Regions from separate parts of the Mus musculus genome. Here all the other regions are linked to region 1. Evidence: chromatin contacts called from public promoter capture Hi-C data. All regions are on one chromosome and are shown on one strand. Each heading gives the region's core, a stretch centred on a gene start, on an enhancer-like site or on the middle of the called end of the contact. The rest is flanking DNA. Distances are from core to core; before and after follow the strand shown. Region 1 holds the start of Kcnf1 (potassium voltage-gated channel, subfamily F, member 1). Region 2 overlaps Greb1 (gene regulated by estrogen in breast cancer protein). Region 3 holds the start of Rock2 (Rho-associated coiled-coil containing protein kinase 2). Region 4 holds the start of E2f6 (E2F transcription factor 6).

Region 1 (2,764 bases), core at 170-2,669:
CAGGTACTCCAGAGTGAACCAGCCGATGCAAGCCGTCTCTACGTTCTCCAGCGTTGGGTGCTCCACGCGGTTGCCTTCGGAGTCCACCACTTGCAGCTCGGGTATGGTACCCATGCACATGACCACGGAGGAGACAAGGATGAGCAGGAAGGATAGAACCGCCACCACCCGCGCAGGGCATGAAGACTCCGGCTTCTCTAGGAACTTCCAGACACACTTCTGGCAGCGGCGCCAGCGGCCCTCAGCAGCGTCAACACCCAGGTCGTCCAAGATGAGCTGCACCCTGCGCGCGATCTCCTCCAGCTCCTCGCGCTTCTCGCTCAGATGGCTCTTGCAACAGTCATCCAGGAATTTGAGGTCCACCTTCCAGAAGTCCATCTCGTTCTTGAAGCAGATGGGGCAAATGCCCTTCTTCATGTGGACCTCCCCGAAATAGTATACCTCAATGACACACTTGAACGCGTCTGGGTCCCGGTCAAAGTAGAATTCGCGCTTGCCCGGATCGTAATCGTCGCACAGAGAGAAGATGGTGTCGTAGCCCCCCGCCAAACAGTTGATGAGCTCTGCCAACCGGGTCTCAGGGTACTGGCTGAGCAGGTCTCCGTAGAGCACCTGCCGCACGCCCCCCACATTTACCACGATCTCAATGTCTTCGCCTGCCACGGAGTCCTGGCTGCCTGGCTCCGGGAGGCTTTGCTCAGCAGATGCGTCCATGCTCCCCGCGGGTTCGCTTGCAAGCCCCGGTTCCATGAGCCCTGCCGCAGCCGCTGCCAATGCGAGGCCCTAGGGGACAACAACCACCTGCCGGAAAAGGCACTCACAGCGGGCGGAGGCAGGCTGGGGCGCGCCGCAAGGGAGCCATGCACCCAGTGGCGGGGCTGCACGCGGGCATCCAGGAGCGCTGGCGGGGGACTCTGCGGCCGGTGGCCTCCGGTGACACTCACCCACGGGCTCCTTCAGCTCGGTCCGGGACAGGACTTGGTTCTTCTCGTAGGCAGCGTCCTCCTTCCCCGGTTGAGCGGCAGAGGTGGGTCAGCCCGAGAGCTGCGCGATCCGGGCTGTATAGAGAGCTAACTTGGAGTGGCTTTGCCGGAGCGGGTCCGAAACACAATAGGAATTCCAGCCTGACGTCAAACGCTTTGCTACTGTACCCTCTTCTGGTGAGATTTCGCACCGCACGCGCTGCAGCTGCCCAGGAATGAGTTAACCCTTGGGCAGACCTGCACAGCTGCCGCCGCCCTGCCACCGGCGCCACCCGCTGAGTCTGAGGGCTCAGAGGTTAAGATCCAGAGCTTTAAGGCCAGCCCGGCTCAGGCTGCCAAATCCCTCCTGCCCAGCTAGGTGAGAGAGGAAAGAGAACCTCTGTTGCTTACCAAGTCCCTCAAGGGGCAGCCGCGCACTCCTTGGGCACACTCCTTCTGTCCTAGGCTTCGGTAGGCCCTGGATAAGTCCTTGACACTCCTAAGCACTGCCCTGCTGGTGGTGGTGTGACCTTGTACCACAACTTGTCCCAGCCTTCACAATAAAGAGGAAATTGCTTCAGGTCACAAGATGAAAAGGGAGGAAAGCTTAGCCATCACTTCACCCAGGGTTCTCCTGCTAGCCTAGCTGCTAGCTTCCAGCAGGACAACATCATCACCATTAGCTCCCAGAGCCTTGGATTCCTATGACCCCTGTGCCCATAACCCCCTCTACTTTGAGAGAAATCAGTTCTTCCAGTTGGATGCCCCTATATTCCCTCTCATCTTTCCTGAGGCAGAGAACATCTCTGGTTCAAATCCAGGTTCTTGACCATCGGGGTTATCAACCCTGGATCTAGCTATGGCCTGGAATTGGATTTAAAAACATAAGCTGGGCCGAGATGTAGCTCAGTTTGGTAGAGTCCTTTGCCTAGCATGCATAAGGCCCTGTGTTTGTTATCCCGTACCACATAAACTGGGCTTGGGATGTGGGGGTGGGGGTGAGGTGGGGGTGAGGTCTATGATCCAAGCTTTCCCTCACTTAGGAAAGGAGGGCAAGGTCAGAAGTTCAAGGTTATCCTCTAGAGGTGGAAGCTATCCTAGGCTAGGGATTCTCTCATACACACACACACTGACACACACACACACACACACACACACACACACACACACACACAGTTGGAGAGATGAACAGGAAGAGCCAGTAAGAGGGGTGAATAGGACAGTTAAGCTATTCTGTTTGATTGTGTGGTGGCAAACATGTCATTCACACTTGTCAAAACCCACAGGATGCACAAAAGCAAGAGGGGGTCCTAAAGGACACTTTGGCCATGTGGGTAATGACAGATGCTCCATTCCTGGAATTTCCTCCACTGTGACAAGCATTTCACTCCTACAGGGATGTTGACAGTAGAGGGAGGGGGTACTGATTGTGGGGGAAGCTGTAGAGACAAGGGTCTGGGAAACTGCATTTTTCTGTACAAATTTTCTGTGACTCTAAAACTGCTTGTTGAAAAAGACCATTAAAATGTGTTCTGTAAGCTGGATTTCTTAGCCGCTCAAGACCATGCCTGTTTATGAATCATGAAACTGGTATACTGGGCCACTAGCAGTATTTTCTTTAATGGGGTGATATAAAAGTCAGATGCAGTAGAATACAGTACACAAATTTTTATTAGGGAAATATTTTAACAATTTTGATTTTATTTCCATTTAGCACCTCTCCATGGTGTGTTACTCTGAATAGGAAATTGAGGATGAGAAAGGTTGAATGGCAATAACAGTGAACACTAATATAAGAGCAC
Region 2 (2,700 bases), core at 158-2,657, 390 kb before region 1:
TGAAATCATGGCTCACAGTGGCAGCAGCGTTTCCTTCACCTTACCCATGTCTCTGGCTCAGATGTCAATCGCACAGCAGCAGCCATCACTCTGCTTCTGTTTGCTGTTCTTCTTAGGCTTTCTCCCAGAGGGGCCCCCAGTTGGTAGAAGACTTAAGAGAAAAAGTACACCCAGTACTTGCTCATCAGTCAGAACACAGATCACTTTGTTGTTCTTTTGTAGTTATGAGTCAGAGTCTCCCTGAATAGCCCTGGCTGGCCTGGAATTCACTGTGTAGACCAGACTGGCTTCAAACTCATAGAGATCTGCCTGCTTCTGACTCCAGAGTGCTGGGATTAACTGTACCATCCATGTTAAAAGGCTGTTCCACATTAGATACCATTTCCTTCTCACTCTGGGGGGCATCTTTTCTCTGTGTCCTTACTGTAAGTATTCCACTTCACACGTTTTGATAGCTGCAGATATCAAATATTCTTTGACATAATTTCTTTATATTATGAGATTTGGGCTTTGAAGAAATGGAAGTTGTATTGTGGTCTTCTCTGCTTAATCAAATATTTACATTATATTTATATTATAGTGAATATATACTGCTAAATATTATAAATTTACACCTATCCCTTATAGGAACTGTTCAAAAGTATCATTGAGGTAACAGATGGTTATTTATTAGGTAAAATGGTTACAATTTCTCTGTGCCCTAGTAAAACCCTGTCTCAAGATAAAACAAAGCAACACAATAGCAATGGCCATCCAGATGATTCAGAGGGTAAAGGCACTTGCTGCCTATCCTACTGACGCTTGGACCCACATGGTAGGACAGAACTGTGCCAAGTTGTCCTCTGACCTGCTATGGCTTGTGCACATGTATACACACACACATGCTCTCTCTCTCTCTCTCTCTCTCTCTCTCTCTCTCTCTCTCTCTCTCTCTCTCTCACACACACACACACACACACACACACACACACACACACACCAAAACAAACAAAAAAAGTGTAAAGATTGATGGTGCCCCCAAATGCTGACAGTGCTTATCTCTAGAAAAAGGAATTTATTTCTTGTTTTGCTTTCTCTTCCACTTATACATTTTCTGCCACCAGCACATATCATCTTTGATTCTGAACAGAATGCTTTTCAATCTTTTAATCAGATAAAGAAATCAATATATTTTCCTCCAAACAAATCAGAGAGCCGGACAGAATTGGCAAATGCTAATGTCGTTGATCAACCCCTGCCTACAATTAACAGTGGGTGTTAGCTCAGGGCTCCCTCACCCTGGCTCCCCACAGGGAGACCTCCTTGTGCTGGCAGGGCAAAGGATGAGGCCAGATAACAGTCTGTAGACATGCCTTTGATGTCCTCGGCCTTCCCTGGGACAGCAGACCAGGGGAAACAAAAGCCCATTCTGCAGCTTTGGCCACAGCCGGACCCCAGGCTCCCCACCTTTTAATACTGCTGGGCTCTCTGGTATGACCTCTGCCCCCACACACAAAGGCCTCATTCAGCAGCATGGCCAGCCATGTTGAAAATTCTCTCCAGATTCAGCCATTGAGAGAATTTTTGTTTCCAAACTAGCTTTGTCTTTCCATGACTCAACTGGACTGAGAAAGGGGTTTTGGAATGAATTGCCAAAAAAAAAAAAAAAAAAAAAAAAAAAAAAAAGATAATTTCTTCCAAAATAATTTAGGGTTCACAAGAATTTTTTCAGGACAAGAAAATTTCAGATACAGTTTGCATAATTGTATTTTTTTCCTTAATTTCTCCAGTGAGCACATCTGTGTATTAGAACATTTTTTAAAGTTATCAGTATCCTTAACAAATGGAAACTCACATTTCCCAGACTGCATTTAAATTCCACATATTGGCTACCCAGGTTTCTAAACCCAACTTCTCAAACCTCTTCAGTGGGTGGGGAGGTCTGATAGGAGCTGATAGCTAAAATTGGCCAGCAGTTTAGGCAAGGCAGTCCCTGAAGGAGCCCAGGCAGGTCATGCCCCATACCAACCACAAGGTTAACTTCACCCTACAGGTCAGGGTGCCCCAGATCAGCCTAGGATACTGCAGGCTGCCAGACGCCATCAGCACAGCCAGTCCGTCTGCCCTGACTCATATCCCCACTCAGCTACTGCACAATCTTGACTCACAGTGTCCTAAAGCTGACTGTATTCATGGCTATCTGGATGCCTAGAGTTACCTTAAAAACACATCTACAGCAACAACTTTGGTTTTTTTGAGACGAGGGGCTCGGGTAGCCCAGGCTAGCCTCAAATCCTCTGTGTAGCCAAAGATGCTCTTGAACTGCTGATTTCCTGCCTCCACCTCCAGCCTGCCCAGTTCACAGGCATACGCCATACACACGGTTTATGCTGGGGGTGGAGCCCAGTGCTCTGTCAATTTCTCTCTCCTCCAGTTCAAAGAAAGATCAACTCTGACCATCTTAGAAATCAGCTCGAAAGCAATTCAGCGGAGGTGAGGAAGCTTTTCCAACAAACGGTACTGGAACAACCCAGCAAGGAAGTGAACCTGGACCTAAACCACAGCACCTTTAACAACAGTTGACTCCCAGAGGCCCACAGACTCAAAGAAAGCATGTGACCAGAATGCAGTTCTTTAAATAATAGAATGTTTTTGTGAACTAGAGTTAGTCAAAGAGCTTATTAATTTAACATCAAAAGCATATTACACAAACACACTTAT
Region 3 (2,700 bases), core at 40-2,539, 280 kb before region 1:
CTATGAGGCCACCACCCTACTTGACATCTTTAGAAGTGGGGGGAAAATCCCATTCAGTTAGGAGCAAGTGTGTTCTCTCACTTGTTTAGCTGCTCATTTCAAAGTGTTCATAATCCCCTTTGCATTTTTTCACTTCCGGTAAATTTTCCCTAGTCTCAACCGGCTTGCAATACCCGTAGGATTCTTCCCGTGAATATGACAAGAGCTTGTTTGGATTATTCAGCTGCTGGAAGATTGGGTCCACTCCCAGGGTTTTGGTCATTGCGAACATTCTGAATAGCCCTGCTGTAAACATCTCCACGCAAAGTCCTCCTCTTTTCGGATCATTTCCTTACACTTGGACTTCCTTAAATGGCCTTACTGGGTCAAAGGGGCTCTGTGAACAGTTTTATAGCTCTTGGCACATAGTTTTCCGATTGCGCCCTGAGAGGATCTGACCAATGGCTAGGGGGCAAGGAGAGGGCAGGAATGCGGAGAAGCAGCCCCTCTCTTTCACTCTCCAAAAGCAAGGGCCCCGCGGATGCAGAAGCGCTTCCTTATTGCCTCCTGTTCCCTCCGCCTGGCCAGTGTCTAAGGTCTAAGGCCAGGCGGGCACCTTGGTCAGGGAAGGGCACAAAGGTTTCTGAGAGTTTAGGATTTATGACCCGGAGGCAGAAACAACTCCTCCAGGCCTCCCAGCTCCGGGACTCAACAGGATTCAAACGAGTCCCACACTCTTAGCGCGGGCTAGGGGCGCGGCCTCCCCGCCCCCTGGGAGCCCCAGGCGCAGGCCTCAGGCGCACCAGGCCTGGGAAGGGCGCTGACCCGGGGCGCAGCAGTTCGGCGCGGCTTGCATAGCTGCGCGCTGAGTCAGCGGGACACAGCGGGCGGGGGGCGCGGACGTCAACTAGGCCTCTGGGTCCGGCCGGCGACGTGGGACACACGACGGGGACCACGGGGCACCGCGCTGCCATCCGTCCCGCCTCCCAGTCCCGCGAACCGGCCCGACGAGGCAGGGAGACTAGCCAGGCGGCGGGAACGGAAAAGAAGCCTGGCTGCTCAGCCCGGTGGCGGGGCGTGGCCGGAGGCCAGGGGCGGGGCGTGCCGCGGGGCCGCGCCGGGGTGGGCGGGGCGGGGCCGGGCCGCGCGCAGCCGACCGCGGGCGGAGGGGCTTGTGGGTAGCGGCGGCGCGCGGCCGAGTAGGGACGCGGCTCCGACTGCGTGTGAGGGGAGCGGGCGTGTGGGCGCGCGAGGCGGCCGGCGGCGATATGCGGGTGGACGGGCGACGGCCCTAGCGGCCTGAGCCCCGAGGGCGGGGTGGTGCGGCGCGGGCGCCCCTTCCCCGCTCCCGCCCGCCGGGTCCTGGCGAGCTCGCTACGGGCCGGGCGGCGCGCGTGCGGCTGAGGGGCGGGGACGCCGTGTGCCTCGCTGCTCCCGGCCGGGCCGGGCGGCTCCTCAGACAGCGGCGCGCGGCGTGCCGGGGCGGAGGTTCCGCGGGCGGCGCTAGGCCCGGCGAAGCGGCATGAGCCGGCCCCCGCCGACGGGGAAAATGCCCGGCGCCCCCGAGACCGCGCCGGGGGACGGGGCGGGCGCCGGCCGTCAGAGGAAGCTGGAGGCGCTCATCCGAGACCCTCGCTCGCCCATCAACGTGGAGAGTCTGCTGGTAGGTGCGGGCTAGGGAGGGAACTCCCCGCCCTGCCTGGTCCCCCCTCGGCCCACCCGCCCCGCTTCCGGCTGCCCGGGGAGCTGGAGACCCAGGTTCCAGAGTGGAGACCCCACCTGGGATTCTCGGGTCCACCTCCCTGCCGAGCGAGTGTCATCTCGGCCGCCCCCGTTCTTGGAGCGCGCAGGGAGGAAACACCCCTGGTCTCCTTCCCGCCTACCCAGTTGGTTTGGGGCGGAAAGGTGGAGGATTGGCTGTGCTTCCTACACTGGGCTACCCAATTTGAAAGTGTCACGCAGTGTGGGAGCTAGGGTGAAAACCCAGGGAGAAAGAAACCCGACGCTCTTCCTATTGGGAGTACCACCGGGGGCACACGACAAAGAGCTCGTCAGGAAGCTGGGAACGCACAGCTAGCTCAAGTTTGCTGCTTTCAGTTGCTCTTGGACATTCCATAGTAGCTATTTAGTACATTTGAATTTATGTAAATTAAATTTCCGGAGATTGTTGCTCTGAAGCCAAGAAATGAGTCTGAATTGTAGAATGGGATAAATCTCTCCCCTTCATCTTGTCTTTCCCATAGCATTCAAAATCCAAATTAAGAGCCTTGGAAAAGGCAGCTAACTGGAGCTCGGTTAAGAAAAGAACACGATTTACAATAAATGCCATGTAGAATGCTGGTATACTTCTGGTCGTGTTGAGGGAAGCGATTATGCTTGGCAAACGAATTTGATTAGTGTGCACCTAGAGTTGCATTTATGGGAAAAAGTGGTGTGAACGTGTACCCTGAGGAGAAGTCGGAAAAAAAAAAGATACTCCGGCTATTAGCTTTGGAGGTCTAGACTTAGGGTGGGTGATCAGGCATTCTGTGCCAAAAAGCATGTCAGACCTGAGCTCTGCTAGGAGAAGCCTAGTGACTCTGTGATGAGAAAAACTGTCTCCTCCCTTTCCACTGACTAACTTTTCTTCTGAGGCCGTTGGTTATCCTTTGAGGTTTCTGGAATCATTTGCAGAGTGACTCAGTTCTGTTTGGCCACAGCGCAGGAACTGACTAGAGTGTG
Region 4 (2,700 bases), core at 105-2,604, 370 kb before region 1:
GATTATAGTACATTCTGGCTGGAATACAGACACCTTCATACACCCTTTAATCCCTAGCAATGAAGGTAAGGTTGGTTTTTAGAAGAAAGCAGACATGTTTAAAAGTAGCATCTAACTAAGGGCAGACAAAGTGAGGAATCAGAGAAAGATTTGACAGAATGAGTCAGAGGATATGCCCAACTCACAAGAGAACAGGGCAGGAAAGAAGCTACTTAAGAAAGGGAGGTGGCAGTTTACTGGGGCAATTTTACAGAGACAGGTTTTTGAGAGAACAAGCTAGTAACTTCGATCAGTAAGAACTCTCCACATTACAAATTTAGAAACTAAGGCACAGAACGACTTTTAGAAACTGGCTTAAGACCTTACAATTTGAAAAGATACCTATGGCTCCAGGTCACTTACTTCTCTTTTCTTTTCTCTTTCTAATTTAGTTTCTGTGCATAGAAGTTTTGCCTACATGTATGACTGTCTAACATGTTAACATGTCCGTGCCTGGTGCCTGTGGAGACCAGAAAAAGAGCATTAAATCCCCCTGGGCCTGGAGGTAACATATGGTTGTGAGCCACCCTGTGGGTGATGGGAATTGAACTCAGGTCCTCTGGAAGTTCTCCTAAACTTAGCCAGTGCTCCTCTCCCAGCCCGTTAAACTGTTTTATCTTTCTCCTCCATTGGATTCTGATATCCAGTCTATTATATTCAAAACAGTATCTTCTTGAGCCAGCCCAATACCTGATATAATAATAAGTAATCAAAAACTGATACAGAGCCGGGCAGTGGTGGTACACGCCTTTAATCCCACTTGGGAGGCAGAGGCAGGCGGATTTCTGAGTTCGGCTACACAGAGAAACCCTGTCTCGGAAAACCAAACCAAAAATAAAATAAAATAAAACTGATATAGAGGGTAAAGTTTGTGGTTTTGGGACAAATTCTACTCTCACTACGAACTTTAGCTGACTTCGAATTCAAACACGTGATCTCCCTGCCTGGGCCTCTGTGGAGCTTGGCTTTGAAGCTTGCACCTTCTGGTCCCTCCAAGATGGCTTGTTTCATGAGCATGTGCTAAGCACCTTTAGATGACTGATGGGAGCCCCACCATCATCGCCCCGGGGCACTCAGAACCTGCAGTCCGCTGGTTGGGACTAGAGAGCGCCTGCTCCGATCCCCCGGAATCCCTGCTCCACCTCTTTTCTTCCCCCAACCCATCCCACCACACACACCCCCACCCCCCGCCGCCGCCATCCTCTCCAAGGATCCATCCTCCGGAACACCCGGGCGTCGGCAGCGGGCGAGGACCGGTGTGCGCGGGAGATCTAACGGACGGCGCTGCGCATGTGCAAACGCGGGTGCACTGCGCATGCGGAAAGATGGCCGGCCAGGGAACCTGAGCGCCTCCGCGGTCACCCTGGTCCCCTCCGAGCCTACCCTGACCCCCTCTGCGCCTGGGCTCATCGCTGCGCGAGTGGGACCGCGGCGCTTCGTGGGTGGAGCCGCAGTGCTCCGTGGGTGGAGCGGGCGGCGCTGAAGGGGCCGGGAACGCGCGCGCCGAGCCTCCGGGGAAGGCGGGAGGGCGCGTGGGGCGCGAGGGGCGCGGGACAGCATGAGTCAGCAGCGGACGGCGCGGAGACAGCCCAGCCTGCTGGTGGACCCGGCGCAGGAAACGGTGCGCCGGCGTTGCCGAGACCCCATCAACGTGGAAAACCTACTGGTGAGCGGGGACCCGGGCCACGGGAGGTCAAGTGCTGTGGGACGCGCTCCTTGCATCGGGCCCTCTGCACAGTGTCGCTTGCTGCCCCGGGGCTCTCCCTGCAACTCCCAATTCTTGAACCGCCCTTTGCTTTTTAAATGTTTCTATTGGATTTTTCTTACTTTGTGTTGGGGTGGGGGCCGCGAGCGCGTGGATTCCACGGGGCACGTGTAGAGTTTAGAAGGCAACTTGGGGCAGTCTGTTCCATGCTTCCAGCCTTGTGGTTCGCGGGATGGAACTCTGGTAGAGTTTGTAAAGCTCGGTGGCAAGTGCCTTAACCAACTGGGCGATCTTGCCTGTCCATCTTTGCTGTCTGACAGGGGAAATGAAAGAGTGAGAAAGTTCCCTCCGTTCCGTGCTTCCCACCTTTCTCAGGGTCCCTGCTGGATTCTTCCTTTGTCCGTTTCTCCTGATCGCTGTTTTCTCAGCAAGGCAAGCTGTATCCAAGCCATTCTGGCGGGTCCTGTGCCATGAGCATTGTCTTGTCTGACTCCTTGGAGCAACCTTGAGATAGTTATTTTTAGAGTTTGTCAGAACTGACCCAGAGATGTGTGTACAGAGATGTCTGGCCTTGGGGCTAGGTAATGAGGAAACTGGGAAGACCCTCAGAATGACTGCAAGTGACAGCCTTTCCCAAACTTCTCTCTCTCTCTCCCTCTCTCTCTCTCTCTCTCTCTCTCTTTAAGTAATTTCTGCTCAGTTTCCACCTGATCTTGCATTACCACCCAGCACTGTGCTGGGGACTCTAGTCCTAAGCACTTGGTAAGATTGTTGTAAATAAGATCCGTAGGTCACTGATGGTTTTGTCAATTACAGTATTCGTTTCACACCCTATCTTGTGTCATAACTAACCACTCACTTTTGGCTGAGAACTCTTTGTTGTGTTTTTGACAGCCATGGTGGGTCCCCTTGTCCCCTTCGCCTTCCTTTTCAGACACGTGGGTGTCATCCAGGAT

The links. Promoter capture Hi-C pulls out the DNA fragments that hold promoters and counts their contacts.
Region 2: a promoter capture Hi-C map of cranial neural crest shows a contact between it and region 1. The contact joins the enhancer-like site here to the promoter of Kcnf1 in region 1. A contact is called at or near these places in 7 of 39 promoter capture datasets (the 3T3-L1 cell line, the C10 cell line, cranial neural crest and 4 more) and 1 of 115 datasets of contacts at active chromatin or transcription factors (forebrain).
Region 3: a promoter capture Hi-C map of embryonic stem cells shows a contact between it and region 1. The contact joins the promoter of Rock2 here to the promoter of Kcnf1 in region 1. A contact is called at or near these places in 6 of 39 promoter capture datasets (cranial neural crest, embryonic stem cells, hippocampal neurons and 2 more) and 1 of 484 Hi-C or Micro-C datasets (embryonic stem cells).
Region 4: a contact with region 1 is called in a promoter capture Hi-C map of embryonic stem cells, with 2.8 times the contacts expected there. The contact joins the promoter of E2f6 here to the promoter of Kcnf1 in region 1. A contact is called at or near these places in 12 of 39 promoter capture datasets (the 3T3-L1 cell line, the C10 cell line, the SN4741 cell line and 7 more), 10 of 484 Hi-C or Micro-C datasets (the C2C12 cell line, cortical neurons, embryonic fibroblasts and 3 more), 2 of 115 datasets of contacts at active chromatin or transcription factors (embryonic stem cells and forebrain) and 1 of 9 other capture datasets (adipose tissue).

Annotation. Positions count from the first base shown.
Region 1 is chr12:17,175,469-17,178,232 of GRCm38.p6, forward strand. Kcnf1 (potassium voltage-gated channel, subfamily F, member 1) reads right to left here and starts at 1,420. Exons shown (of 1, transcript NM_201531.4): 1 at 1-1,420. The coding sequence starts at 750.
Region 2 is chr12:16,788,579-16,791,278 of GRCm38.p6, forward strand. All of the region lies in intron 1 of Greb1 (gene regulated by estrogen in breast cancer protein), which reads right to left. Among named protein-coding and RNA genes, the nearest start is that of Greb1, 11 kb to the right of the region's middle. Within about 2 kb of position 1,408, at least 77 of the 459 cell types and tissues checked have an H3K27ac peak or open chromatin away from gene starts, as enhancers often do.
Region 3 is chr12:16,893,689-16,896,388 of GRCm38.p6, forward strand. Rock2 (Rho-associated coiled-coil containing protein kinase 2) reads left to right here and starts at 1,290. Exons shown (of 33, transcript NM_009072.2): 1 at 1,290-1,642. The coding sequence starts at 1,502.
Region 4 is chr12:16,809,611-16,812,310 of GRCm38.p6, forward strand. It overlaps E2f6 (E2F transcription factor 6), which reads left to right and starts at 1,355. Exons shown (of 7, transcript NM_033270.2): 1 at 1,355-1,705. The coding sequence starts at 1,598.